Linked DNA regions of Mus musculus: regions 2, 3, 4, 5, 6 and 7 are each linked to region 1. Evidence: chromatin contacts called from public Hi-C, HiChIP or PLAC-seq, capture Hi-C and promoter capture Hi-C data. All regions are on one chromosome and are shown on one strand. Each heading gives the region's core, a stretch centred on a gene start, on an enhancer-like site or on the middle of the called end of the contact. The rest is flanking DNA. Distances are from core to core; before and after follow the strand shown.

Region 1 (3,120 bases), core at 386-2,885:
CATGCTCTCACAGCTTCCCTAAACTATGCCCATCTAGATGCCCAATTTCTCCAGGCGGCTCCTAACAGTGCTCACTATTGCTTCTCCCAGCAGGCCCTCACACTCCACCTCCCACACAGGCAAAAATTCACATTAATGCCCAATCCACAGACTACTCTCCCAGCCACCCTCTCATCCTCTCCCACGACCTGGAAACGCAATACAAGCCTCATTCCTTTCCAACTCCTAATATTCTCCAAACTCCCTCTCCAATGGCACTACAAAACCTGGGCACATGCCTTCTGATTTGCTAAATTCTCTCCTACTACAGAGCCTTGCTTCTGCAGTTAACGTTGCTTCCCTACTCATCCGGCACCTCATCCGGCACCGGGTTGGGGGGGTGGGGTGCAACATTGCTCTTTCCTTTACATTCCGATGCACTCTATGCCTGGCCCTCTCTCCCATAGCCTCTGCGCTCCTAAGTGGCTCCTTCCTGTCTCTTGCAAGGATGGAAAGTTACAGAAAGGGTCTGAGGGAGCTCGTCCTGTGGACCGTGGTGGAGCAGCTGCTCTCAAGTCTAAAGCAAACTATTGCTGCTGAGCACAAGCTGGAGTCAGACTCTGTATTTGGAAATCCATCCCCACCAGAAACACTAACAGAGAGGCAGTGAGCAAGCTTGTTCCTAGAACTGAGAAACCGGGACAATAAAACCAGCTATCTCATGGAGTTGTGACGATTCAATGCTCACTTTGCACAGACCCAGCTCGGTAACCTCTCCATGACTGACAGTTTCTCCAGGTCCTCTTCAATGCTAAGGTTCCTGCAGAGTCTCCCCGAGGGACTGAGGGAGGCCAGTGGAAGATGTACTGATAGGCGGGTGTTGCCAAGAATTTTGTCAGATTCCCAAAGTCAGTGTTCTCTTGTCCTTATTACACACACACACACACACACACACACACACACACACACACACACACACGTGAGATACAAGCTATGAATATTTACTTCAAATCCTCCTTCCAGACACTCACCCGAGGGAGTGGAGTGTGCCATGAGGATCTGAGATTGGAAAGGAAACCCCAACGTCCCAAATACCTTCCTCAGGAGGAGCGGAAGGAAGCACCCGAAACGCTAAGAATAAGTGCAGAAAACCGACTCCTCGATCGGGGAGCGAAAGGGAAAGCGCGGCGGCGGCCAGCGGGGCAGGGCTCCCCGGCGCCTTCTTGGAGGGATGCGGGGGTCTGAGCGCGGGAACGGCCGGGGAGGGGGCTCCTCCTCCTGTCAGCCCTCCTCAGCCCTGCGAGCCCCGCCAACCTTCTCCGCCCCCCGGCTCGCGGCCGGCTCACCTGCTGAGACGGCAGCTCCACATGCAGGGCCCGCGCGGGGGCACCGGACGTCAGCGCGGCGGACGGGCCCGGGGGTGGCAGGGGCACCGGGCCCCCGAGCGAGGCGCAGGAGCTCATCTGGACCCCTGAGCCGCCGAGCGGCCAGGTGGGCAGTCCTCCCGCATCGGCCGCTGCCTCCCGAGCTGTGATTCGCAGAGCCCCTACAGCCTAGAAACCGGGCACCGAGAGCCCCAGCAGCTCTGCGCCCGCGCTGGCCACCGCCGCTGGCTAAGGAAGAGCCATATTACCGCAGTGCAACCCCTCCACCCGGCCCAGAGCTGGCGTGCTCATTGGTTCCGTTTCTGAGAGGGCGGGACCCGGTGGCGGCCAAGGGACGTGCTATTGGCCAGTGGGCCCGTCCGTCGTCGGCCGCAATGGCTAGGGGCGGAGGGACTCTAGGATGGCCTCAATTGCGTCTGTCAAACCCGGGCTAAACCTGGGGCGTAACTTCTCTTTGCCTCAGCCTAATTGGCCCTTTCCCTATTGAGGGGTGTGGTCTCCTAGGGAAGCCTCGTGGGCTATTGCTCTAGAGCGCTGTCAGTTGTCAGTGAAACAGGGACGGCTTCTTGATTAGGTAGAGCGCGCGCCTGGTATGTCGTGTCACGTGCAGAAGTCTGGAGAGTCACCTGATTAGTGAGAGTCAGTCCTCTAAGCCACTTCCGCCCTAACCTAGTTGCTATGGTAACAGAGCCTCCAGTGGAGGGCGGGGACCCGCTTGGCACCAGCTGAGTCGGGATGGATGGATGGTCTGACTTCCCGAAGTGTTCTCATCCACGTACAAAAAAAAAAAAAAAAAGCCACGCTTTATGACTGAGAGGGGGAGCCGCCACCGAGCCGCGATCACTGAGACCAAAGATCCATCGGGCAGTCCACCAGCTCTTCAGTGATCCACTCAGACCTGCAAGTCCACGCCCCTTCTAGCTTCTATAACTAGTAAGCTTAGCCACAAAGTGTGCCAGCCAGCCAAGAGACTGTCTCACCTCTGCTGGTGGGATGCTTATGCTCTGCCTAGAAAGCCTTTACTGCTTGTGACTAACGCTTGCTTAGCCATCGTATTTCAGCTGGGGCAGGAGTCCTTCCAAAAGACTTCTCTGAAACTCCGAATTAGGAAACTTGCCTTTACCACAGACCTGCTTATTCTATTGTGTTGTCTTTGTTTGTTTACTTGCTTTGCGCGGGGGCGGGGCGGGGGGAGGGGCGAGATTTGGCTGACCTGCCACTCACCATGTAGCTCAATCTACCTCAGCTCCCCAGGTGCTGGGACTACAGGAGTGTGCCACCACAGCAGCCTCCACTTTGTCTTTTAATAGTCATTTAACACACACAGCCTCCCCGAATTCAAACACTCATATGTGAATTCCTCAACCAAAAGACCTTGTCTGATTCGTCCCTGGATCCGCATTGCTTGCAGATAATAGAGAAATGAATATGAAGGTACAGCTCAAATGCCCTCCCTTCCCTGAAGACTTCTTTGACCATAATAGCAGCTACAGCCATTGCTTCTATAAGTAGCACTGAGTCATTTTGCAGAATATTGATTCCCCCGTCCCCATAGAGTGTGAATTTCTCCACCACCTGGACTGTTATAGCTGAAAGAACACAGTGTTCAGAGAGGCAGACACAACAGGAAGCAGGCAGTTTGGGATTCTGACTGCCACCTTCTAGCTTTGTCACTGAGCAGGTCAGCTCCCCACTGTCTGTCCATGCGCTGAATAGTACTGGTGTCACTGAGGGGGGTGGTAGGTGGGCCAGTATC
Region 2 (3,120 bases), core at 465-2,964, 960 kb before region 1:
GGTGCTGAGAACAGCCAGGAAGGGGGTGGGGCTCTCCCTACTGTAACCTCTATAGCAACCTCTTCCCCAGGGTAGCTAAAGATGGTCCTTGTCAGACACACCCACCGTCCAGACTGGCATTCAATGTCACACCCTGTGTTTGTCCGTGAGCTTTCCTAGCCTGACTGTTTCGTAGTTTGGACTCTACGGTCCTTTCTTCACCTTGTTGGACTTTTCCTAGTCCTTGTTCAGATGAACTCTCATCAGCTCCCAGGCAAGGATGGCCCCTCTGACTTGTGCTTGACTCTGCCTTCTCACCACGCCAGTCAGGAGCTCATCTGTTGGCCCTCCATCCTCTCAGTGGGAAGAGAAGCCTCTTAGGTTAGGCTCCACCCAGGCTTCAGCTCTGACCCAGCCTAGGGCAGTAGCAGCAGCTGGGCCCACCACACCCGACCCCCCCTGGTCTTCTTCACCTCCACCCAAAACACTAAGCCTGCAGCAAGGACCAGCAAGGATCCAGGGAGGCCTCAACCTCCCTTGCACAGCAGAGCTTCCCAGGAAGATCTCCCTGAACACTTAGCTGCCCTGGGCATTGGCTGAGTGTTCCACCCTCTGGCACAGAGGAGATCAAGGCTTGTGTCTTGGGATCCTGGGTGCCAGTTCTGGCTGGGTCACCTTAGAGAGAGGCTGCCTTCCCTTCTGCTGCTGGGGCTCATCTGTGTGAAGTCTGGGGCTGACTCTCACCACAGGAAAGACTGCCAGGGCAAATGAGCACCTGTTATTGCTCTTCAGCCCCACTCCACCCCTGGGCCCCCTTAGGGGGACCTTTCCTACACTCCCCACCCCCAATCCTGACAGCTGGAGATAGGATCAATCCTGAATTGTCTCCGAAAAAAGCCAGTTTCTGCCAGACCCGCCTTGCTCCCAGTGCCACACACCCAGCCCTGAAGGTAAGGAAGAGCCCCCCCCCCCACCCCCATTCAACTAGGGGATTGTGGCCAAGAAGGGGTGAAGGGTCATCTACCTGGGATCTTTGGTCTCATGGTCTCATGCCTACTCCAAACCATGGGATGTGGACATCTAGAAAGGTTAGAAGGTTTAATGGGTTGAGGAGCACAGGCGTGAGGACAGGAAAGGGGACCTGTAAGGAAGATTAGAGTCTAGCCCACCAGTGATAAGCACACCCCAGCACTTCTGCACTGGGAACGCGGCCTCAGAACACCCAGGTGGAGGTGAGGTTGATTTCTCACCCAGGGCTGCGGGTGGAGGTAGGGATGAGCTCAGGGGCCCCGGGCATATCTTTGGGGGGTGGGGTGGGGGTGGGGCTCCGCCTCCTAGGCCTGCAGGCCAGCGCTCAACTCCCAGCCCTGAATCCGCGGGATGTACAACCCCTGCTCGGATTCGTGCTCCCAAGGCACGCACTGGCCCGCGCTGCACCTGCACACACACCCAAACGCACACTAATGTGCGCTCGCACACGCCTCCCTCCGCGCAGCGCCTCCTACCTGCCGCGTCGCCGCAGCTGGAGCTGGACTCCCGGGATGCAGAGCACAGTGCGGGCACTGGAGCGGAGGCTAGACCAGCCCGCGCCACAGCCTGGGACTCTGCGGGGAGATGATACCCCGGCAGCCCGCAGGCGGGGGTTGGAACTTGGACCCCCGGGCTTCAGTCTGTCCCGCCCCTCCTCTCAGCCTCCTCCCATTGGAGGCCAGAGGCGTGGTCTCCCGGGGTGGGGCGGGGCGGGGAAAGGGAGGTTGTTGCGCATGCGAACTAGAGAGGCTGTGCCTCCCCCCCCCCACCCCCCTCCCTGAGGCCGCCCGATAGTGCTGGCTCGAAACTGAAAGGGTGGCCCTGACCCAACACTCCTTCAAACCCCACTCCAGTGCTGTCCGCGATAGGAGAGCATCCCGGGACGTTGGCTGCCTACCTCGCCATTGGCCTTGGAGGACCTGCGTGCCCCACTAAGTGCTGGCAGAGAATGTTGGCCGACTTGGGGTATGCATCTTAGCCGGGCTCAGACAGGGCCAAGGCAGGGCAGCTGAGAATGGGAAGACCCAATGAGATGAGAACCACTCCCTTTCCATTTGTATCCAAACACCCATTCCCAAGATTTTAGCTGGAGAAGAGGAATGTAGGCCCTGGTGAGGTGTCCAGAGGGCCCCAGTCAGTTAAGGGAAGCTGGCCCTATCCTGTCCAGACCTGTCCTGTCCTGGGCATTTATCTGCTCTGAGTGTAGACTAAAGCAGCAGGGCCCAGATTTTTGACCCTCTCTGACTGCCTTCAGAATGCCCTGGAATACACCAAGCCTTGGTTTCTTACTCTGTGAAGTGGAAACTGCAATCTCCTCAGGCCAGGCGGTTTGGGGGAATCCCAGGGAGATTTATAGATGACCAGGGCTGGCCAACAGTAGGCTGGGTCACTCTAAGGCCACAGAGACAAAGCTTGTCTGACCTGGTCATACTAGTCGCTCACAGGTCAGAAACTCAGGCCCACTCATCCCTCTAGTTTCCTGGTCTCTGTTAATGATTACCTCAACCTCAGTCATCCGGCCCTCTACCTCACCCCTGTCCCTGGCCACCTAAGTGTAGCTCCATCTGGTTACCTGACTGACCAAATAGTTTCCAACCATGTTGCTGTTCCCCCTACCCACCACCACCCACGCACAATGTTCCAAGACTACTAGGTTCCGCTCTCCATTTACCCTAGTCCTGGCCTATGGCCGCCGGCCTAGGGTTTTTACATTCTTTCCATCCCCACAGAAAAGCTCTTCTATTGCCTCCACACAGCCTCAGCGTGTCTCTGTCCAGAAGCCCTTGGTCCACAAAGCAGATCTGGATCAAGGGCTCACTCCACCAGTTACCGAGAAAGTTCTATATCCTTTAATGGTCTCAGTTTCCTTGTCTGTAAAATGGGCTTTCTAGGAGAAGCACATGGTGATTGTGGAGACAAAAAATGTCAAAAAGGTTCAGTCAAAGTCCTCAAGCAAGGTAGCAAGTAGCATTACCTCTGTCAGGGCACCTCTCAAATCTTCCGAGATAGAGCAGGGGTCATGTCTGGGAAAGTGTGTTCTTCAGCCCACAAAGCCATGGTATCCAGAGAATGCTCTGACTCTCTTCTATAGCTCTGAGTATGGAGCCAGGA
Region 3 (3,120 bases), core at 274-2,773, 830 kb before region 1:
CTTAAAGAACATGATTTTAAGTCTCCCTGGCGGTCATGAGCCTCTGGTATTCTTGCCAAAACTGTCTAAAAACTAACAGGCAAAGTGCTTCCTTTGCCAATGTTTGGGTTGCCAAGTAATTACCCTATAAATGATCCCCTTTGCCCATTTTCTCCTTTACTGTATAAAAACTATTTATTTAAACTAGTGGTTCTGACACTCAGCCTAAATCATGGCCTCAAGGGCATGGGACTAACGTCCTGAAAAACTACAAGACTTTCTCATCTGGCCTGAAACTCGTCCTCCAAAAGAACTTAAGTACAGAACGTTAGCTAAGAGTTTTGCCTCACGGCCTAATAAAGTGGATCCATTCAAAAGAAGGCAGTAGCAACCAAAGACTATTCTCTGTTCCTTGCCAGAAACCAAAAAAGGACGTGTTCTCAAAAGCTAACCAAAGCGGATGGAAGAAGTGGCTGATTTCTTTCTTGCCTGGTTGGAATAATTATGTAGAAAACACAAACACACACACACACAAACACACACACCCCGAGAAAACCCTAATCTGGCTAGTAATGCTGGTCTCCAGGAGCAGCAAATCGTGAACTCTAAAAGTGCTTTCATAGAAATAAGTGTCCTCAGATGACCACTAGCCCCTAGAAAGTCTGATAAGCTAGATGCAGTGGGGAAGCAGGGAGAGGTAGTCTCTTGGGAGAGCAGCTGAGGAAAGTAGTGACTAGGTGCTCTGGCTACCACCTCTGGGACAAGAGGAACAGTGATCTCTAGAAGAAGGCAGCGGGTAGGGATGGCAATAGGAGTGAGAATGGGGGTGGAGGCTCCGGCATTGAGAAACGGTAACTGTCTCCTGGAAGTGAGTGGTCTACCGAGAACGGACAGATGAAGGGAAGGCCCCTGAAGAGTATTCCCGGATTGAGGGTGGATGAAGCCAGTGAGCGTCCCCTTCTCTGTGCCCGGCTGGCTGAGGCCGGGTAGCAGCATTCGGGCCCTCCCGGCAGAGACCTCCTCAGCCCCGAGCGACTTCAGGGCGGGCAGTGGCCGGCCTGGCAGCGGCCGCGCTCAGGTAAGAACTCCTATTCCCAGCGGCGCGCCTCACGCTCTCATCCGAGGTCCGGGCGCGGCTCGTACGTCCCTTTCGTCCCCAACCTGAAGGCCCCCAGAAGCCAGTCCAGGCACCACTGGCGGCCACGTCGGCTCCCCGGCTTCCCACGGCCGCGCACGCCTAGCTGCCGCTCGCGGGCCCGGCCTGGAGCCTACCCTCGCCGCCAGGTTCGCCCTCCGCGTTCTCCCACACGTCTCCCCTCGGCGCGCGCCCTCGCCTCAGGCTCCACTCACAGAACTCAGCGACGAACAAGGTCACCACATAGTTCTCCTCACACCAGTCCAATGTGGAGGTCGTGGGGCCCCAATAGCCTTTGCGGTCCACAGCCGGAGCCATCGCGCTGACGCCCCACACACCCTGCTCAGCCGCTCTCGGGCCGGCTCAGGCAAAGCGCGCTCTCCGGCTTCCTCCTCCCTTACCCAAAGGGCAGGGGCGGGGCTAGAGCCGTCACTGAACCTGCCCAGAGGCAGGCCCCGCCCACCGAGCCTCTGGCCCGTCCCGCTCCCTGCCCAGTCCCACCCACCGCTCCCGGGGCAGGCGCAAATGACCCATCCTGATCGTGCGGGGCTGATCTGTAGCTCTTGGACCCTGGGTGGGAATCCGGAGAAGTGGGAGAGGTTGTTATCAGCCAGAGGAGTTAGGGAAAGGGGCGGGGGGAACCCGGCCGACCCCGACGTGAGGGTGAAGTAAGTTGGGAGGCTTCCAGGACCCACTTTTCCGTCAGGATGGGACCAAGCCTCTATTAGTGTGAGGGCAGTCTGTTTTAATTGGGGCAAGAATGAGAAGAAACCTTTCTCTGTCAAGATTAAACTTGCACAATGAGACACCTCAGTGTCTAACTCAGACCACGGACCTCCAACGAGGGAGGAGACTAGTAACAACACCCCCAGGCAGCTCCAGAGATACCCAGGAAGTCATTCTGAGTGAAAGGGACAAGTCAGAATGTACAGAACAAAAACCAGGTATTAGGATCCTTTAAAAGTATACACTGAGGGGCTCCGCTGTTAGGACCGTTGACTGGACTTCCAGAGGTCCTGAGTTCAATTTCCAGCAACCATATGGTGTCTCACAACCATCTGTAATAAGAACCAATGCCCTCTTCTGGTGTGTCTGAAGGCAGCTACAGTGTACCCACATACAACAAATAAATAAATAAATAAATAAATAAGCAAACAAACAAACAAATCTTTTCTTAAAAAAAAAAAAAAACGTGTACACTGAGTAAAGTACTAAAAAGTCTGTGGCTTCCCTTTAGGCCATGCACAGCATTTTCTGCCTCTTTAGTGAGCTTTTCTCCCTTGTCACCTCCACACTGGGCTATTAAAGTCCGTGAGATGGCTCAACGGGTTTGGCTAAAGGCACTTACCATGCAAGCCTGGCAGGCTGAACCTGATCTCAAGAACCCATGTAAAATACAAGGAGAGAACCGACTTCATAAAGTTGCCCCCAGACCTCCGTACAGGCAACATAGCACACGTGTCTACACACACACACACACTGGGGGGGGGGCATAATAATAATAATAATAATAATAATAAGAAGAAGAAGAAGAAGAAGAAGAAGAAGAAGAAGTAAAAACTTAAAAAATAATGGATACATCCTGCTGCCTTTTGTGTTCAGCTCCATCAAACTTTCCCCCTGCTATGAAGATGCCGACTCTCCCACTTTTGTTTAAAATTTTGCTCCTTGAAGACCTCCCTGGCTTTCACACCTGAGAGCCTTTTGTCCTTCCTTCGTATCCCACACTCATGACACCATGAATAGAGACACTTCCCATACTTTGTGAGCCAGCCTGCAAGATTCTGCCTGGCCACACTGTGCAGAACAGGGATATACAATTGTTATTTTCTAAATGAGTCTGGTGAGCTGCAACCAAAGGGGAGGGGGCCAGAGATGTGCATCATTATTCACAATTGGATGTCATTCAAATAGGTTTAGCAGAGGTGAACCATTGAAAGTCAAGGTACATCTGTATTTGCTTTAAATATGTGATATATATATATATATCACATTAGTTAAGCTAG
Region 4 (3,120 bases), core at 158-2,657, 840 kb after region 1:
TTTCCTGATTCACGGTTCTTGAAAATCTCAGCTGTAGGTATGTTGCTTAGGCTTGCACCAAAGAAGCCTAGGTCTCGGTTCATGTTACAAACGGAATTTTCTATCTCAGACTTCAGCACCAACAAGTGATGGGCTGCCGACGGTGAGAAAGGCAAAGGAGTTCAGGCCAAGAGTCCTACAACAGACCTTTAAGTTGCCAGCATCATAGATGAAACTTACATAGAAAGACAGAAAACAGCCCCCAGCCAAACCAATCTTTGTCTCCAAAACTTAAATCCCACCCAGCTTTCTTCATCAAGCACCACTAACGTTTATGATTAGTATTATCACCAAAATAGATGGCATTTATCTCATCCTGTGTGGCAAGCTCTGCGCTAAGCATGCATATATATATATATTTTTTTTTTTTTTTTCCCAAGATAGCATGAGAAAGAACTTCACACGAGAGCTCATCCTCAAAACCCACTCTGCTCTCAAGTCTGCAAAGCTCCCCCTGAGCCTGGGATATCCCACACCTCATTCTCTCCAGCCCTGGAAGACACATCCCTCCTAGACCGCGCGACCCCAAGCCCTCTGCCCAACACTGAAACAAGCGCTGCTGGGATCCTCCAGGGCCCCTCCCCCTCCACGCACCAACTTCAACATGCCCCTAACTTGTTCCAGGAATTGTTTCCTTCCAAACTTCTGACTTACGCAAGGCGCGGGGTCCCCTCACTGCCCCTCCAAATTCAACACGCGTACAGTTCGCTCCAAAGTTCAACCTTCACCAACACATACTGCGCCTGGGCAGAACCCGGTCGCGACCCCAGCAGAACTCTCCACACCCGCGGCAGCAGAGCCCGGGACCCTCCACCCCGCTCACCAGGCCAGACCCGGCGGCTGGGCCTGGCTGAAGCCCACAGGGGCGAGGGGAGGCTCCACCTGGCTCCGCGAGCGGCTCCGGCTCCGGCCTGGGCCCCGAGGCAGCCGCGCCCCCGTCCCGGCGCGGGCGGCAGGGTTCTGGCTGTCCACGACGGGCGCGCTCGCCCATCAGCTCCGCGGCGGCCTGGCCGTCGTCGCGCGCCCGACGGCGGGCCCAGCCCGAACCGCGGGGACGGCAGCGACGGCAGCCCGGGCCCGCCGCGCGCGAGGCGCAGCCTCGGCACCGCGAGTGGCTGCACGGCAGGGCCGCCACTTCCCCCGGGGTCTCCAGGCACCCGGTGCAGCCCGACTCCTCCGGCCGTGGCGCTGACCGCAACACTAACAACGCGGGGCTGGAGGCCGGGCCCGGAGCCCCGGCTTTCGCTGCCGCCATCTCGTCACAGCGGCCCCTCCGGCCCCGCCGACTCAGAGCTGCCGCGGCCGCAGCGGAAGAAGCCCGAGTGCTCGGACCTGCCGCCGCCATCTTGTTTCCCGTTTGAAGGGAGAGTCGGTTGCGGTGGGAGAGGAGTAGAGGGCGGGGCAGTGCGCGGCGGACAGCTATCTGCATATTCATGAGGGGGCGGGAACCTAGTCCGCCTGGGGATATTTCTCCTAGGGCCTTTCGCTTAGCAGGAGGAGACTGCTTATTAATATTTAATGATTATTCTTTATATATCTGGTCTTTCAGCCCGCCCTCCTGTTTTTGTAGTTTCTAGCACTGAATCTTGAGAGACTGAAAGAATTTATTTGGAATTTTTGAGCGACCCTGAACTTTATAAAATGAACTATAAATATGAGCTATCCAGAAACTTGTCGAAGTACTTCATTTGGTAAGGGCTTTCTCCTCGGGGCCATAGCAGCTTGTTGTGATTAGCATGAGGCCTATCATGACCAAAAGTCTTGAGTGATTGTTGAAATAACAACCTGACCAGCCCTCATTTCAGCCCCTCTCTCTCCACATCCCTTTATGAAGTCCCCTCCCTTGGCTGGGGCAAAAAAAAAAAGCATACTTTATTACACAAACCCTGCTCCTCAGATTACTTCTGTGTTTGATACTTAAATGTAGATACTCTTGTGTAAGCTTGTGCCTTTTCTTTTCTCAGTCTATATGACTCCCTGGTCTCCTCTTTTCTTCCCCATGAAAGCCCACACTAATATCTGCAGTTCAGAGTTATTGAATTTATCATTATGGATATCTGCATGCTCCGTGCACAAACCTAATGTCTCCATCCTTTCAAAACAGCCCTTATTTCCCACATTCTATTCACAGAACCATCTCAAGGGTCCTCACGCTCCCAGCCCAGGCATCTTTAACTTATAGTCTTGTCATTTTCTGGCCAAAATGGCTCTATTTCCAGCCTGTTCCCACCCACTTCTTCATTCCATAAGCCCACTGCATGATTTCTTTCTCCTCATCTCTTCACCTAGCTGGCAGCTGTGACTTCTGCAAACTGACCTGCCATCACACAACCCCTCTTCCTATAAGCTTTGTCCCATGGATCTTAGAGTTCATTCCTACCGGCCAGCTCTGACCACATCATTCCTGTTTAAGCCAGGGAGAGGTGTTGAGACTTTGCTGTGATTTTCCTTTCTGGATACAGAGGATTTAGGAAAAAGAATGGCTCCCCCTGATGGAAAGATGACTGTACTACAACAAGTCTCGGGGTGTTGCCTATTTATTTATTTATTTGTTTGTTTGTTTGTTTATTATTTTTACCTTAAGGTGCATTTGGACCAAGATGTTATCTTTATGGAAAATCACAGGCTTTGTAAAGACATTATTTTTAAGCAACTGTATGTAGAAGAAAGCATCTAGAAGCTCCAGGTTGTCATGAGAGTGTCCACAGTTGGTGGTAACCGATTCAAAGCAGAGTGATTAATCCAAGTTGGGGTGGGGGGGACTGGAGCCTTAGGATGAGAACCTGGAAGTAAAGGACAGACAGCAACTGACAAAGGGTCAGTGAGTAACTAAACATCATGTCCAGAGAGTCAGAGGCCCAGCCTAAGGCCCAGACAGCCAGAATACTGCCAGACACAGAAGTGAGTTCTTGGATGGGCTGTCCTTTATCCGGGCACTTGCTCACTTCCTACCCAGGGACATTTTACCTGGTTCTGACAAGGAAGGCTTGTGGTACAGAGAGTATGCTAGCTAGTTTTCTGTCAACCTGACACAAGCTAGAGTCATCTGATAGGAGGGAGCCTTGGTTGAGACAGTGCCTC
Region 5 (3,120 bases), core at 156-2,655, 800 kb before region 1:
AACACCCAACCCTAGTGAGTCAGGATAGGGAATGGCTGTGTGTGTAGGGGACACAGGGGACAGACAGTCAAAAGAACTTAAGTGCCAGGGTCTCACCAATGCTCCTTATGGAGATGCTCCCAGAGTTGAAGGAGCAGTAGAGCCTATGCTGAGGGCAGTACCTGGTTACCTTGGTAACGCTTTGCAAAGGGTCTCTGGGTTTGATGTTAAGCTTGTATCAGTGCCTGGGCAGCTTACTCTCTGGTTTCCATCCTTTGCTTTGAGTCAAGTCTTTAAACAACCCTCTACGGGTGGCAGACAGCAATGCTCTTTAAGCCCAGATTTTATCACTAATCAGTTATGGGACCTGGCCAAACTGTTTTCTCCCTCTGCTCCGTTTCTTATCTCTCTGATAAAGCAAGAAGGAAGCCATCGCAGGGCTGGATTCATCAGACTCCTTTTTGTTGATAGGGATTTTGTTGTTTGTTCCTTCGCTTGCTTTTTGCTCTTTGTTTTGTTTTGTTTTGTTTTGTTTTGTTTTGTTTTGTTTTTTAACTCCAGAAACAGTTCAAACCCTTTACATTCATTCTCATTGACATCTTTACCACCGAGCTGCCATCGTCACAGTTGATGGTAATGACTTCCTCTCTGGCAGCTCTGGCCAGTTCTGTACTCACACAGCAGTGATCTTTGTGTGTCCAGGCCATCCTTCAGATGGCTGAGCTGCTGCCTCTGCAGTGGGGGTGGGGTGGGATGCACACCCCCACAGTGTAGCCTCCCGGGCAGCCGAGGCCTCTGTCCTTGCCCTGTTGGCTTTACACTGCACACCTGCCCACTGTCCCTTTCTCACGGGCGAGGCATCTGAGTTTCCCCTGGGAAGTGTCCCTGCAGGCCTCGCTTGGCCTCCATTCAGACCTCAGCTCAGAGGTAAGAGCGCGGAGACCCGATTCTCTCCTATGAACACTGATCTATTGCTTCTGTACCTTGTGGCAGTATGTAGTGTGGTCTTGTTTAACATGTCCAGTGTGTGTGGGCTGTCCCTTCCCAACTAGGTGCCAACATCTCGAACATCAGAGACTTTAGTCGCTGATCTTTCCTCAGTACCTATCCCTGGGTTTGGACATAGGAAACTCTAAAACAAAATAACAGAACAAAACAAAAACCCTATTTATTAGGGAACCTGGATTAATATTTTTCAATTCTATGAAACAGAGAGCAGGAAAGTTCTTGTAGCAGAGGGGACTATGTGAAGAGAATGGAGTTCCTGGTAACCGTGAAAAATTCTGGTCATCAGATACGTGCTTCTGAATTTGCCCTCTGCTCCGGACCTGTAGCATCCTCCAACTCACTTGTTGCTTCTGTCAGTAGGAGTCCAGGAAGGAAGCAGGAAATAGAAGCCCAGGAGCTTCCACCAGAGTAGGAATCCCAGCGCCACCTGCCGGGCATTAACTCCATGACAAGCTTAGCCGGAAGCTCTTAGTTCCGCCCCGTCAGACCCTCGGAACTGAAGTCCGGGGCCTGACTACGCAGTCACTTTGCTTTCTTGTGTTGCTGGCCTGGGGCTCCTTCATGGGAGGCTATGGGTCAGGGCTGAGTTTAGCCTATCCCGGGGTGCCCCAAGACGATGTGTAGGGTCTCTGCTAGATGCAAGGCTTTGGAGGCAGATAGGGGAGGCGTCCAAACCCACGGAGAACTGAGCTGAGCCCCCTTTCCCGCCTCCTCACAACCCACCCCTCCTTCTTCCTTAATCCACTTGTCACTCTTAGAATTCTGTCGCCTTTGACTTCGAGTTTTATTTTTCTTGTCATCTCTCACAGGTCCACTAGAGAAAGTGGTTACCCCTCGTGAATTAGCCTCCTGCCGGTCCTTTGGGCCAGCCTGTCAGCTACAACATCATCTTAGCCCCCTCTATCTCTCCTCTCCTCTCCTCTCCTCTCCTCTCCTCTCCTCTCCTCTCCTCTCCTCTCCTCTCCTCTCCTCTCCTCTCCTCTCCTCTCCTCCCTGACACCCCCCTCTCCTCTCTTCTCTTCTCTCATCTTTTTTTCTTTTCTTTTCTTTTCTTTTCTTTCCCTTCCCTTTCCTTTTTCTTTTCTTTTCTTTTCTTTTCTTTTCTTTTCTTTTCTTTTCTTTTCTTTTCTTTTCCATGTCAACACAAATCGTTCTAAGAGGAGAGAAAAGAGGGCAGTTTGGAGGGGGGCTTGTGACATACATCCCTGCCCTGCTTTCAAATGTGTAAGATCCTTTTGTAAACTCCAGTATCAGCTATGCAGTAGAATCCATCTGGATCTGCTTGTTCTAAGACCTGAACCACACCCACCACACCCACCCATGTGAAAGTTTAAAGATTATGTAATCCTAAAGCTAAACTGTGAGACACTTGGGAAAATAAGATGGTTTCCGGGTCTTTCTAGTACTCTGGGATTATCCTTTGCACTTCAGCTGCTCACACCCCCAAGCTGGGGCATAGACCTCCCAGAAGGAGCAAACGTGGGCCTGAGCTCCTCGCTTGGCTAACACGATTGAAATCATGCAGGGGAGGAAGATGTTTCCTGCAGCTTGAGGGAGAGACCCCTCTGAGCCCATGGGGCCATGGATGGGGGCACTTGGGGCACTCTCATCATCAGTAAGAAGGGAGAGCAGAGTGGGCGTAGGTCAAGGGGCTAGAAAACCATAGGGGAAGTTCACTGGGGTCAACTGTCCTAGCCCACCTCCAGACGGTGGGGCACACTTGCTGCCTGAGGCTCTGGCATCTGTCCTGGAGAAAGGGAGAGAAGGAGGGCAGGGCAGGGCCTCCACACCAGAAACAGCAAAATCTGGTTTCTTTCATTTATTTGTACTCATCTTTGTAGGTGTCCATGCTTTGTAGATTTATTCATTTTATGTGTATTTTGCCTACATGAATGTGTCTGTACCACATGCATGTTTGGTGACCACTAAAGTCAGAAGAGGGCATAGCATCATCCAGAAATGGAGTTCTGGGTGGTTGTGAACCACCATAGAGGTGCAAGGAATCCCTGGTCCTTTGCAAAAGCAACACGCGCGCACTAAACCACTGAGCCATCTCTCTGAACCCTCTTTCTTTTATTGTTTAGATTTCTTTTTATTTATGTGTATGTGTGTATGTGCATGTGTAAGGTACCA
Region 6 (3,120 bases), core at 334-2,833, 780 kb before region 1:
ATCAGGAGAATCAAGAGAGTACAGAGACCGTCCACACTCCCTTTCTCATAAGGAAGGTCTAGAAACGAAAAGAAAGTGACCATCGTTGCCTTTCCCAAGTTTGTCCCCCACTCCCACTCCGACGGGGTAGTACTGACCAAAGTTCTAAGTTACAAACTGGGGTGGATGGTTGGGGAAAAAAAGTGTTTGACTTATCTTTGCCACCCAGGATCAAAAGCTCGGACAGGATGGAGCCCCTCCCACTCTGAGGGCTTTGCAAGTCTAGACTTATCCGAAAGGCTAGCATGGAGCAAGAAAGGATCAAAGTTTGAGTCACCTCTGAGCCTGGCCAAGTGTGGGCGGGAGCCGCTTTCAGCTAAGCTCGCCACGCTGGTTACCACCACGGTGCGCTCCGCTCCCACGGCATAGAGTTCTTCTCACTTCATCCACATCAGTGACCGAATCTCAACGGGCTCTGCAACACGCCCGTGCCCTACGTGAGCCATTGGCCATCCCTTGGGAAACTAGTGTGTGGAAAGCCCCTTTTCATCACAGCCCAATCAGGGCTAGGGGCCGCGAGCAGGCCGGATGCAGACAAACCGTGGCTTTTCTCACCTACTGGATTGGAAGGTTCGTCCCCTCACTCTGGGGTCGGGTTAAAGCAGAGCCGGAACTCAAAGCCAATCAAGTCTCTCCACCAAACAGACTGATCTCAGTCCGCACTCACTCTGTCCCCGGAGCGCAGAGCAGACTACTGCCAGCAGTACGCTATTCCCGGGTCTCTGGCCTCAGGCCGGAGCCCAGACCAGCGGTGTCCCCTCCCTCCTCCCACTGGGGTCCAGTGAGGGTGTCCCGCACGCTCCGCCCAGTCCTGGCCCGGGCCAGTCGCCAGGCACTGCAGATCACCCCCAACCCACCAAATCCATCTCATCCCCTCCCGGCTCAAAGGACCTCCGGAGGTGAGACAGAGAAGGGCTGCCAACAGGCGTTGCCGGAGGAACCCAGAGAAAAGTTTGAAGCCAAGTAGGGGGAAAACGATGGACAGAAAGGGAGCAGAGAGTCGGGGCAGCTTCAGGGCTCTCAGTGCGCACATACCCCACAGATACTCAACTCAGACACGTCGACAAGCATAGACCACGTATGCGGACACTAGGAGCGCCCACCGGTCCCCACAACCAAACGCAAGGCTGCAAAACGGGGACACTGGAGCGAGATAGCCATGCAAAGCCACGCACACACAAAGGCAAGGCAGATGCTGGCTTCCGAACCCAAATCCACAAAAGACCCAGTACCGTGAGATGCACGTGTTCTTACAAAGACCCTGGAGGCGCCGGCCCACGCCCACGACCCCCAGGCAGAGCCTTTGTCTCCTGAAAGCCCTCACCCTTGCTCCCCCGACTCTATGGCTCGGTGTCCCGGAAAAGTTGAGGGGCCTTGGCAGGACCCGGACCCGCCCCTCGCGCTGGCCTGCTCACGGGATGGGGCGGTGAGGTTGGAGTCCCGGGCTCCAAACCTCCAAATGCGCGCCGATCTCGCTGCGCCTCCCGACAGCACCCACCTGGCAGGTCTGCAGTTGTCGCCTCGGCACGCTCACCTAGGCGACCCGGCGTTGGCCCATGGGCCGGCGCTTTTCTCCGCGCCGCTCGTCCCGCCCCACGTCCCCGCCCGCCGCCGGGCTCCCCTTGCTCGGCACCCAGTGGCTGCACCGGCAACAGGCCAGGAAGCTCAGGGAGCGTCGTTAAAGTGCAAGTCTAGGGGGGCGTTTTAGCAGCCCTGCCCCCGCCGGCCGAGCACGGGTTCCACCCTAGGGAGCGTCTAAAAAGTGCGCGGTTCCCTCCTACTCCACAAGGCCTCTCCCAGCTTCCTGCAACCCGGATCCCTGCCCCCTCTGCCTTCCTTCAGTTGCGCGTCCCAGTAATCTCAGCAGATGGCCGCTGGGTCGGGAACATCTGGAGGTCGCCAGTGTGTGTGTGTGTGTGTGTGTGTGTGTGTGTGTGTGTGTGTAGGAAAGCAGAATTAGTTGGCAAGAATGGGTGGGTGAGGGTTTTTCTCTCAAATTCTCCCCTACCCCACTTAAAAAAAAAGTTTTAAAAAAGGTCCAGAGTCACTAATGGGTGTGTTTGAGAAAAGAGACAAGGCAGAACAGAAGAGAGAGAGAGCAAAAGCAGGAAAGCTGGCAGACACCAAGTGAGGGAGAAAGCAACAGACTTAACAGACATATTTTTTTTCCTGGAGGGAAAGTCAACTTCTGGCTGGATTTCCAAGAAGGGAAACTGCTCTGTAGTAGCGGCTTAAGTCTTCCATCCTCTTCTGCCGAAATTATTTGCATATATATATATATATATATATATATATATGCAAATATATATGATATATGACATGTGTGTGTTTGAAAAAAAATACATGAGTGAAGAGAGAAATTGCCTGCTGCAGGTACTTCTATCCACATACCCAGACAGTGCCTATCTCCAGAGGGAAGTAAAGGGTTAGAGGGAAGTGTGGTATTGTCTCTGGACCTCCCAGGAACTTGCCACCTTGGAAAGGGCCCCTGGGTGGGGAACTCCAGCCATGTTTCCCTGCCGTGGCCCAGGCTTGTTGCACACAGTCTTTTCATTTCTTTCTTCCTTATTATTTAAAAACAGAAATCTTTGCTTGGGCTTGTGCGTGTCTGCCCGAGGAAAAGGAAGTTCCCAGTCAGCAAAGTCAAGTTCACACTCAGAAGAAAGTGGTTGTTCAGACCCTTCCCTTCCCTCCACCATGTGGCCCTGGGGACTCACCTGGGCTGAACCCTGCTATTAATGAGGAGAGGGGACAATGGTCCCTGTCTCCTAGGAGGGGGAGGCAGGATAACTGTCAGTGTGAAAGCCTAGCTCTGGAGAAAGAATGTTTCAAAAAGCCAAAAGAGGGAAAGAAAAAAAAAATCCATCATCCTTGGGAATAGGAGGTCTTTAGGGGAATCTTTTTACTGTGGCCTCGTCTGAAATCGTATCCAAGTGGGCAGGGTCACCCTTACAATTTAGTGCTATACTACCAATTTTCTTGGAGCCTCCTGGGCAGAGTCTGAACTCCTCTTCCTATGGAGTAGGAATACAAGAGGAATGATGTAGAGTTGGTGAAAGAATTAATAGTTAGACCAAAGTA
Region 7 (3,120 bases), core at 285-2,784, 670 kb before region 1:
TTTCTAGCCTTTCCCCATATATTGGACACTGAGCTGTGCATATCTGAGTTGAGCTCCTACTGCCCCACACCCCAAGAGCAAGGAGTGGCTTTAATTCTGAGAAAGTTAGGACAGGTGCATCCAGTGTGGCTGACACACTAGCCAAACAGGGACATCCTCCCTATCACATCCCCAACCTCCAAGCTGGAAAAAAACAGGGTCCTCATATGGCCCCTCTCACTTCTCAGGTCTGTCGCCCATGCTCTAAAGATGGGGACAACAGTGGAGCCCGAGTACTTCGACCAGGTCACCATCTATTTCAGTGACATCGTGGGCTTCACCACCATCTCAGCCTTGAGTGAGCCCATTGAGGTGGTGGGCTTCCTCAATGATCTCTACACGCTGTTTGATGCTGTTCTCGACAGCCATGATGTGTATAAGGTGAGGACAACAGGTGACCTTCTTCTCTCTGTAGCCAGCACCACTAATTTGTGTCTATCCACTCACTGTGCGCTTGTATCAATTAACCCTGCTGTGTAATGAATAATCTCAAAGTCCAGTAGCATACAAAGAAACCATTTGTGACTCACAAGGCATCTCCAGCCAGATGTGGGCCAGGTGGGCAGCTTGCTGATCTTAGTTTGGTTTTCTGCATCTCTGGAACCTTGACTGGAGGGACTGGGCTCTGGCCCAGAGTCTCTCTGAGATGGTTCACATGTATAGCTGGGTTCTGAGAGAGGGCAGAGGCATGTTAGCCCTTGAGCTCTCGCCTGGGGTTGGCACACTGCTTTTCCTGACAAATTCTGTTGGCTGAGGGAGACAACTTGAAGAGGTGGAAGACGCAGTACCAGCTGTGGATGGGCGTTGTAGCCACATTGCAGGGGATGTGAATCCAAGGAGGGATGGAGTGTGACATTTAAGTTGATTTCTTCCGGAAAGAGTCAGGAGATGGAGCAGGCAAGCTGCTTACACTGTTTGTAGTGCCCCAGCACTTACTGAGCACCTACTGTATACAAGATGCCAGGTTAAGGGCTTTGTGTGCATGAGGACTTAGGAGGAAAGGGCTAGCACCCCTCACTTACAGATGAGATGGTGGGGTGAAGTGACTCGGGTGAACCTGAGGGCTGAACTTGCTGTTGAGTCCTCAGCCCCTTGTAGGAAGTTTACCCTCTTTGCGACATAGATTCTCTTGGGATAATGTCACAGTGGCCCACAAGCCCTCTGGAGTTGACCCAGCTCTTCTCTGAGTGCATTTGTGGCTGTTCCACCTCTGTGGACCACCACATTTTTCTGAGTGTTCGAGGCTCACACCACCAGACCTTCTCATATAACCCTTCCTCTTCCTGATTCACCCACCTTTTTCCTCTCTCCCTGCTCCCTGCTAGCCATCTTTCCAGTCTCCCATTCACTCCCTTGCATAGGTAGCTGCTCTCATTGGCACTTGTAAAACTCCCCTTGGCAGAATTTGTTGATTCAGTCCAGAGGCCCAGAGAGGAAGGAAGCCTGCCTGGGTCTACACAGACAACAGCAGAGCCACGAGGAACCCCAAGTGTTCACAGGCTACCACAAGCACTCTCTCCTGCAGACAGTATGGTGGTGACCACCTTTGCCACTGCCACTTGAGACCCCAGCCTCTCTTCTGCTCCCCCTGGGGACTCCATGGCTCCTAAGATGTCTGGAAGGCCAATGGGCACACCCCGGCCTCCTGTGTGTCCCACAGGTCTCCCTGCGCCTCCATGCTTTGATCTGCCCCAAGTTACCCCTGGCCTGTCTCTCCTACCTCTGCCAATCTTTTCTCACACATGTGGCCCTCACAGCTCTGAATCACGGCTCAGCTCTGCTCTGAACTCCAGCCAAGAGGCCTGCATCTTCCCAGCAGAGGGAAATGAAATCAAACAAGGCCCGCACACCCCTCCAGATGTGGGGAACAGCAGGCCCAGCCTCTGTGATGTGTAGTGCATCTCTCATCACTCCCCCCATCTGCCTTGGTCCCCCCGCCCATCAACAGCAGGATCTAGTTACCACTTTGAATCTTTTCTGGGCTGAGAAGCAACCATATAACCACTTCCTGCAAGGGTGGCAGTATGGGTAGGGGTGAGGGAGAGAATGGAGGATAAGGATGGGGGTTGGTAATGGGGTTGGGTGGAAGGACCACCCCAGCATCAGCATTGCTGGGTGAGCACTTCTCTGTACATAGCAAAGAATTTGAGTGCTGGGACAAGGCTTGGGACAGGAGAAAGGGGACAAGGAGAGGTGTGGTTTCCCAGCTCAACCTGCTGTGTGAGATGTGAGGCCTTAGCCATCTAAGCCATCAAACAACCCCAAAGCTTGTCCACCCTCTGAGCCCAAAGTTCCCCTTAGTGAAGCACGGGGTTGAAATACCAGTGGCTCAGCTCTGCTCTGCAGATTAGAAGAGACAGGGCAGTCACCGACAGAAGGCTAGCAGCGACTGACCTCAGCTCTTCCTCATTCTCAGGCCTCACCCTGACGGAGAGCTTGGCCTCGAGGTCTTCACAGCATGCCATCTTTGGCACTATGTGTGCCCTTGGTGGGATGATTTAGCCCTCCATACACATGAAGCTCAGAGAGGGCAAGAGTCCCTCATGGAGGCTGCACAGCAAGTAGGTAGCACAGTCAGAGTCTACAAGCATGCTCAGTGGGAGGCAGCCATTCGTCTTGCTTCTCCTCTGTGGTAGCCTCCTCTTTGAAGGAAGCACATACACTTCAGGCAGCCATGGCCTCCCTTGCAAGTGGCTGCTTGTTTCCAGGCAGCTCTGGGCATGCCACCTCTGTGAGGGCCAGTGTGGCTGACCCTGCAGTGCTGGGCTGGGGGCAGGGCTGGTAAGAGCCAAGGTACATGACTTGGGGTGTGTGGGGCATTGCGGTGTCTCGAGAAACAAACAACTCTGCAGTAGAGGGGTGTGGTGGAGGGGGCATCACACAGACATTGGGTCCTGGGGCTTCAGGGGGCTCCCTGTGGGCAGGGTCACAGCTGGCTCTGTTAACTCCACATACAGCTCACAGGGAAGAGCTGTGGCTGCAAAGGAAGCCCCAGTGTGTGCAGGCAGCAGAGCTGTGGTGCTTCCAGAACGTTCTTTTCTTCTTCTACCTCCTCCTCTTTAATTTCTCTCTCTCTCATTC

The links. Promoter capture Hi-C pulls out the DNA fragments that hold promoters and counts their contacts. Hi-C and Micro-C count contacts between places; a contact is called where the count stands out from the background. HiChIP or PLAC-seq counts read pairs in DNA pulled down with a chosen protein or histone mark. Capture Hi-C pulls out chosen DNA fragments and counts their contacts.
Region 2: a capture Hi-C map of embryonic stem cells shows a contact between it and region 1, with 2.7 times the contacts expected there. The contact joins the promoter of Capn5 here to the promoter of Uvrag in region 1. A contact is called at or near these places in 4 of 39 promoter capture datasets (hematopoietic stem and progenitor cells, hippocampal neurons, liver and 1 more), 4 of 115 datasets of contacts at active chromatin or transcription factors (astrocytes, bone marrow-derived dendritic cells, bone marrow-derived macrophages and 1 more) and 1 of 9 other capture datasets (embryonic stem cells).
Region 3: a promoter capture Hi-C map of pre-B cells shows a contact between it and region 1, with 2.1 times the contacts expected there. The contact joins the promoter of Acer3 here to the promoter of Uvrag in region 1. A contact is called at or near these places in 3 of 39 promoter capture datasets (the C10 cell line, hippocampal neurons and pre-B cells) and 1 of 115 datasets of contacts at active chromatin or transcription factors (pancreatic cancer cells).
Region 4: a promoter capture Hi-C map of liver shows a contact between it and region 1, with 2.1 times the contacts expected there. The contact joins the promoter of Rnf169 here to the promoter of Uvrag in region 1. A contact is called at or near these places in 4 of 39 promoter capture datasets (the C10 cell line, liver and pre-B cells) and 1 of 9 other capture datasets (liver).
Region 5: a Hi-C map of CD4 T cells shows a contact between it and region 1, with 4 times the contacts expected there. The contact joins the enhancer-like site here to the promoter of Uvrag in region 1. A contact is called at or near these places in 2 of 39 promoter capture datasets (the C10 cell line and stem cell-derived epiblast-like cells), 2 of 484 Hi-C or Micro-C datasets (CD4 T cells and embryonic stem cells) and 2 of 115 datasets of contacts at active chromatin or transcription factors (embryonic limb bud and embryonic stem cells).
Region 6: a contact with region 1 is called in an H3K27ac HiChIP or PLAC-seq map of acute myeloid leukemia, with 4 times the contacts expected there. The contact joins the promoter of Tsku here to the promoter of Uvrag in region 1. A contact is called at or near these places in 2 of 484 Hi-C or Micro-C datasets (both in embryonic stem cells) and 4 of 115 datasets of contacts at active chromatin or transcription factors (acute myeloid leukemia, bone marrow-derived dendritic cells, embryonic limb bud and 1 more).
Region 7: a contact with region 1 is called in a promoter capture Hi-C map of cranial neural crest. The contact joins the enhancer-like site here to the promoter of Uvrag in region 1. A contact is called at or near these places in 8 of 39 promoter capture datasets (the 3T3-L1 cell line, 3T3-L1-derived adipocytes, the HPC-7 cell line and 5 more), 2 of 484 Hi-C or Micro-C datasets (CD4 T cells and the N1E-115 cell line) and 7 of 115 datasets of contacts at active chromatin or transcription factors (craniofacial prominence, embryonic basal ganglia, embryonic forebrain and 4 more).

What each region holds. Positions count from the first base shown.
Region 1 is chr7:99,139,509-99,142,628 of GRCm38.p6, forward strand. Uvrag (UV radiation resistance associated gene) reads right to left here and starts at 1,636. Exons shown (of 15, transcript NM_178635.3): 1 at 1,326-1,636. The coding sequence starts at 1,442.
Region 2 is chr7:98,176,560-98,179,679 of GRCm38.p6, forward strand. It overlaps Capn5 (calpain 5), which reads right to left and starts at 1,715. Exons shown (of 13, transcript NM_007602.4): 1 at 1,485-1,715. It overlaps Gm16938 (predicted gene, 16938), which reads left to right and starts at 635. Exons shown (of 3, transcript NR_045972.1): 1 at 635-929; 2 at 2,766-2,851.
Region 3 is chr7:98,308,019-98,311,138 of GRCm38.p6, forward strand. It overlaps Acer3 (alkaline ceramidase 3), which reads right to left and starts at 1,524. Exons shown (of 11, transcript NM_025408.3): 1 at 1,330-1,524. The coding sequence starts at 1,432.
Region 4 is chr7:99,979,051-99,982,170 of GRCm38.p6, forward strand. Rnf169 (ring finger protein 169) reads right to left here and starts at 1,408. Exons shown (of 6, transcript NM_175388.3): 1 at 922-1,408. The coding sequence starts at 1,384.
Region 5 is chr7:98,340,171-98,343,290 of GRCm38.p6, forward strand. No RefSeq gene overlaps it. Among named protein-coding and RNA genes, the nearest start is that of Tsku, 20 kb to the right of the region's middle. Within about 2 kb of position 1,406, at least 96 of the 459 cell types and tissues checked have an H3K27ac peak or open chromatin away from gene starts, as enhancers often do.
Region 6 is chr7:98,359,705-98,362,824 of GRCm38.p6, forward strand. Tsku (tsukushi, small leucine rich proteoglycan) reads right to left here and starts at 1,584. Exons shown (of 2, transcript NM_001024619.3): 1 at 1,538-1,584.
Region 7 is chr7:98,467,352-98,470,471 of GRCm38.p6, forward strand. Gucy2d (guanylate cyclase 2d) reads left to right here. Exons shown (of 19, transcript NM_001130693.3): 14 at 228-420. Among named protein-coding and RNA genes, the nearest start is that of Gm38588, 12 kb to the right of the region's middle. Within about 2 kb of position 1,535, at least 40 of the 459 cell types and tissues checked have an H3K27ac peak or open chromatin away from gene starts, as enhancers often do.